Regions from separate parts of the Pan troglodytes genome. Here region 1 is linked to region 2. A link is a contact called in public HiChIP or PLAC-seq data. All regions are on one chromosome and are shown on one strand. The core of a region is the stretch at or near the end of the contact, and the rest is flanking DNA. Distances in the headings are between cores, read along the strand shown. Region 1 holds the start of NOP56 (NOP56 ribonucleoprotein). Region 2 holds the start of ZNF343 (zinc finger protein 343).

What was found. HiChIP or PLAC-seq counts read pairs in DNA pulled down with a chosen protein or histone mark.
Region 1: an H3K4me3 HiChIP or PLAC-seq map of stem cell-derived excitatory neurons shows a contact between it and region 2, with 3 times the contacts expected there. The contact joins the promoter of NOP56 here to the promoter of ZNF343 in region 2. A contact is called at or near these places in 2 of 7 Hi-C or Micro-C datasets (blood and stem cell-derived neural progenitor cells) and 1 of 1 datasets of contacts at active chromatin or transcription factors (stem cell-derived excitatory neurons).

What each region holds. Positions count from the first base shown.
Region 1 is chr21:9,283,947-9,286,686 of NHGRI_mPanTro3-v2.0_pri, forward strand. NOP56 (NOP56 ribonucleoprotein) reads left to right here and starts at 1,363. Exons shown (of 12, transcript NM_001244674.3): 1 at 1,363-1,394; 2 at 1,579-1,668; 3 at 2,016-2,130. The coding sequence starts at 1,392. It overlaps MIR1292 (microRNA mir-1292), which reads left to right and starts at 1,515; the gene lies at 1,515-1,579.
Region 2 is chr21:9,139,572-9,142,271 of NHGRI_mPanTro3-v2.0_pri, forward strand. It overlaps ZNF343 (zinc finger protein 343), which reads right to left and starts at 1,325. Exons shown (of 6, transcript XM_003316816.6): 1 at 631-1,325. It overlaps SNRPB (small nuclear ribonucleoprotein polypeptides B and B1), which reads right to left and starts at 876. Exons shown (of 11, transcript NM_001280532.1): 1 at 631-876.

The DNA of each region.
Region 1 (2,740 bases), core at 113-2,612, 140 kb after region 2:
ATTCAGGATTAAGGGCAGAAATAATGAAGTAAATTGAAGTATTAGCATTAGTATTTTCCATTACATTTTGGAATCGTCTATTTTGATGTATTCATGACGGTTAAAATAATTTAACATGCTAATGTATGGATTAACTTGGCAATTCCATTTTAAAATATTAAATGGAATAACGATTCTGACTCGTAAGTAGACATGTGTAACAGAATTCAACCACATCTGTAAACCACATTGAAATTATGAGAGTAAGATTTACCAACCATATTTTTTAGGTTTGACATATTAGATTTGTGAGTGAACTATGTACTTGGATTTTGTCAAGTAACTCAATCGCTTAACAAAATAACAATTAAATGTATAAATGCAGTTTATAGCTATACAGCATTTTAAAAAATCCCCTTCGAATGACTCTTTAAAATATACCAGGGGATACGCTACTTAAGTATAACTAGGTTTTGGATTTATAACGTTAATATTAATTATTAAAGCAAAACTCACTTCTAAAGACTCGCCTGAGTGCCCAAAAGACGCCCTCAAGGACAGGGAAGCAGCTGCGATTCACTCAGCGATCACCAGCGCCCAGAATTCAGGGCCGCTCAAGCGGAGCAGCAACACGTGGCCCAGCGAAAGGAGCTGCGTCCCGTGCAGCACAGCAACAAGAAACTGGCCTAGGAAGACGCCGGAGCGTCTTTCTTTCGCACGTTACTGCCTGCTACAGTCATTAAAAAAAAAACCAAAAACAAAAAAAATAAATAAATTAGTAGTACGAAGAAAACTGCGCGAGCTACATTCCCAGCAGGGTCTGCGCCAGAGCGCGCCGGGCACCGCTCCCGTTACGGGTGGGAGGAAAGGATGCACCGCCCACCCGGCGCCGGGGAGGCTCGTCCCCGAGTAGGGGACGGGAACGCCTGGGTCCCGGGGACGTGGGGCGCAGGGTCTGGGGCCCGAGGCCACGGACGAAGCGGGAAGCCGGCTAGGCAGCGGTCTCTGTCTGGGATGGACGCCGCGCCCCACGCGGACCTCCCGCCCCGACTTCACCCAGCTCTGCTGCCCGTAACTCATATGACAAGAACATCAGGAACCGGACTATTACCCCGAAAGGGCCTTCCCAAGTCGTTTCGCCGCCTGCAATGCCCGATCGGGGGCCGCGCGTCCCCGGCAACCACGCCCGCCCGCGCAGCTGCAGAGGCCAGAAAAGGCCTGCTCGCCCGCGCTCCGCGCCACCCAGCCCGCGCTCCGGGCGATACCACCCTGGGCGGCCCCTCCAAAGGCCGGAGATGGTGTCGTCCCCGGCCTCCGATTGGTCGGGGGGGCGGGGGCGTGGCCTCTGGAGCCTGGTTCCGCGCGCCGGAGCGCGCTAGCCGCATTGCGAGCCGAACCCGGGAGCTGGCGCCATGGTGAGGAGTGGTTGCGGGGCGCGGGCGACGCGACGGTGGGGGTTTCGGCCTGCGTTCGGGCCGCAGACAGAGCCTGGGCCTGGGCCTGGGCCTGGGCCTGCGCCTGCGCCTGCGCCTGCCCTGGGAACGGGTTCCGGCAGACGCTGAGGTTGCGTTGACGCTCGCGCCCCGGCTCCCGTTCCAGGTGCTGTTGCACGTGCTGTTTGAGCACGCGGTCGGCTACGCGCTGCTGGCGCTGAAGGAAGTGGAGGAGATCAGTCTGCTGCAGCCGCAGGTGGGTGAGATCCGTGGGCTCCTTTGGCGGCCCCGCAGACCCTCGTCGCGCGGGTCCCAGCATGCACAGCGCGCTCCCACGTGGCCGGCCGAGCGGTTCGGGGCGGGGGGGCGGACCTGGAAAGCTCTAGATCCGGGGGTCTTTACCTTGACCCATGGGTAGAATCGCTCTAGCAATTAGAAATAAGCCTCCCGGATGCCGCCCCCGTACGATTAAAGCAGAAGCTGGGATGTGGGGCCCAGGTATCAGCATATTTTAAGAGCTTCCAAGGCTGGGAACCGCTGCTTTACTGCGCCGCAGAAGCAGGAGGGAGGGAAGGAAACCACTTAGCCTCTTTCTCCCCCCAGGTGGAGGAGTCCGTGCTCAACCTGGGCAAATTCCACAACATCGTTCGTCTGGTGGCCTTTTGTCCCTTTGCCTCATCCCAGGTTGCCTTGGAAAATGCCAACGCCGTGTCTGAAGGTAAGTCGGCCACCGCCAAGTATCACAGAGAGATGTGGTCCCTTTCGGAATCCTCTCGGGCAGCCTGTGATAGTATTTGCCGTCCTTGGCTGGCTCTGAGTCTGATAGGCGTGAGGCAGTATTGAGACATACAATGTGTAATTTGAAATAATTGTCTTCACAGAGCTCAAGGTCTGGGAACTGCGCTAGACCAAACTGTTTAAGCAGACGATGTGGGATGTGTGTTAACGTTTCCTTGTGGGCACTGTAGTGACAAACTATTTTTTATTTTTATTTTTTTTTTTGAGATGGAGTCTGTCCCCCAGGCTGGAGTGCAGTGGCAAGATCTGGGCTCACCGCAACCTCTGCCTCCCTGGTTCAGGCGATTCTCCTGCCTCAGCCTCCCGAGTAACTGGGATTACAAGCCTGTGCCAGCCACCACACCCGGCTAATTTTGTATTTTTGGTAGAGACGGGGTTTCACCATGTTGGCCAGGCTAGTCTCCATCTCCTGACCTCGTGATCCGCCCGCCTCGGCCTCCCAAGGTGCTGAGATTACAGGCGCGAGCGACGGTGCCCGGCCGACAAAGGGGGGTTTCTTAAAAGGGGGTCGGCTTGACACCTACTTGTGC
Region 2 (2,700 bases), core at 75-2,574:
TTTGACCACGTCAAGCTCACCTCCACTTCCAACCCCCCAACCCCTAATAAACCAAGGCCCATCAAGCATCAGGGCCTGAGACGGCCTCCCCCTAACCACCCCGGTCTCCACTCGGGACATATCCAGCCCCACCCAAAAAACAGAAAAACTCGGTGATGCAGGACTCAAGACGCTCCCCAGCCAAAAACCACCCAGGGATGTGCGGACCTAGCCACGTCCCCACCCCAGCCGCGGGAAGGTTGGTCCATTTGGCCCTGGCAGAACTCAACCCCACAGCCCAAATAAACCCCAGGACGCACGACTGGGGCCGCCCTCCGTATTCGAAAACGGGTTGACCCAGAATAATCCCGCCTGGTTCAAGACAGGCATTAGAGTTCTACGTCACTCTCGTCCCCCCGGGGGGAAAAAAGGTCCGCGGAGGTCCAGGCAAGCAGGGCCTCACCCCATCGCCTCGCCCCAATGAGCACCGCGAGCCGCGCCCCCTCCTCCAAAAACCAAATATCTCCAACCCGCACTCCCCATCGGCCACACTCTACCCCGCGTCCTAACCTACGCTCGGCCTTTCCCGACCCTCCTTTCCCCACGAGAGAGGGCATCCTGGGGCCGAGGAGCCGCGGAGGCCGCGCTCACCAGAGCCAGCGTGCCCGGGACCTCGGCCGCCGACCGACGCCAGAACTACAGTTCCCAACATCCTCGCAGGCTTCGGCTCCCATTGGCCGCCACAGAGCCACTTCTGGGCCGTGCAACGGTTACTTTTCCAGGACAGTGACCACTGCAGTGACAGCCTCTCCGTCTCTTCTTAAAATACCCATGTTGAAAACAGGTTCTGGCTCCCGAGTGAAGTCTCTGTCCCCTTGGCCCATTCTGCAAAAAAAAGACTACACTCCCCACAAGCCTCTGCGGCAGCTTCCGCAGGCGCTTCCGGAAGCTGGGGTCAACGAGAGAAGTCATTTCCGATTGGCGAATGTAGCGGGAGCAACGCGCTGTCAGGCGTGTGTTGGGTGGAGTTTACTGCACCAGACCACCTGAATTCCCTGGGCTGAGGCTCCATAGCACGCGAACTACCTTGCGTGAGCACTATGTAGATTCGACTTCGTGTTGCCTATGACACACAGGCAGGGCAAAGCCGCCTCCCAGCGTCTCAGTTGAACCCTTACCCTCAACACCAGTGCACTCCTGTGGGTGGCCTGTAGTCACCTTCCTCTTGTCGAAGTCCTCAAAGTTAGTGACAGACTCTCATCCAGTTTCTGGAGGGTGGAAGCTTCACTCAGGCTGGAGTCTGGCTCTCTGGCCTCTTATCTAAGATCCCGGTTCAGATCTGGGCTACTAGAGCCGGGCGCGGTGGCGCGCGCCTGGGATTCCTGTAACCCCGAGGGAGGCTGAGGCTGAGGCTGGAGGATGGCTTGAGCCCAGGAGTTAAATGTATATATTTTAAAACTAATAATATTTTTAAAACTGGGCTACGCTGGTACCTTCTGCAGCACGGCAATTAGGGGTTTGCAGATCAGACCTTCAGCTCATAGGAGGAGCGTTTAAATCTTAATGGCAAATACAAATTGAATTAAATTTTACTTGTTACTGAAGGGGAAATAAACCTGACCTCACGCCCTTGGAGTATTTCCATGAGAAATCTATGTGTAAGTGCTCCTTTGATATGTACCTGATACTTTTGAAAGGCTGAATAAGCACCTGCCAACTTTACAAAATAGGAATGTTTCCCCCAAAGGCCTGATGAGCCATCTCTTTGAAATGTAAACAGTGAAGAAGATAGTGCCCTTATCTCCCTGTCACCTTGGGAGTTTAGCTTAGGTGCCTAGCTCCAAACTCGTAACCGCCCGCTTGTCACAGATAAAAGTTTTATTTTTTCTTTTTGATAAAGGCAATTAACTAGTGTAGATGGCTACTCCAATTACCAGGTGAATTTAGAATGAATTATGAAAAATTGTATAGCAAACAATGTCAAATCCTCTTACAAGGGGGCAAATTACCATTAATTTTGAGGACATGTTTGTAATAGATTGTATCTGCCCAACTAGATAAAAAGTAAGATCTCTTTCTGTCTGGCATCTGATTAGCAGATTGTCTACAATGTGCTTCCCAGTCCAGTTCAATATTATTTGGTAATAAAACTGTTCTCTTTTTCTACGTTTGTGAAGGGGATTTTCTGGGTTAGCAGGAGATTTTGTTTTTATTTTCTCCAACACCTCCTTCCATCCTCTTATTTCTTTTCACCTTGCCAATATCAACCTTCTGAGACTTCTCTGTTCTCCAGTACTCAGGAGATAGAGAACATGGCCCCAAGGCCGTTATGAGCCAGGAGACAGAGAAACATTTCTTGATATTCTGTCCTGCCTTTCACAGAAAGGACCAATTCCCTTCTCTTGTCTTGGAGGCTGCCGTGTTAGTACTGGGCAGAATCTGTTACTGAAACACCAGGGGTTGGGTGTAGGTCCTGCTGGTTGCCAGTCAGAAAACCAATCACTGAGACGAGTATTGCAAGGGAAGAAGGCCTTAATTGAGTGCTGCAGCCAAGAAGATGGGAGATCAGTTTCACATCCATCTCCCTGACTGACCAAAATCAGGGGTTTGTATAGCAGGGAAGAAATGTAACTATGTGTGGGAAAACAGAAATTAGGGAGAGGTAAGTTGGAACAGGAAGGAGGTGATTGGTTAGGCAATCATGACTGATGAGGAGTGTGG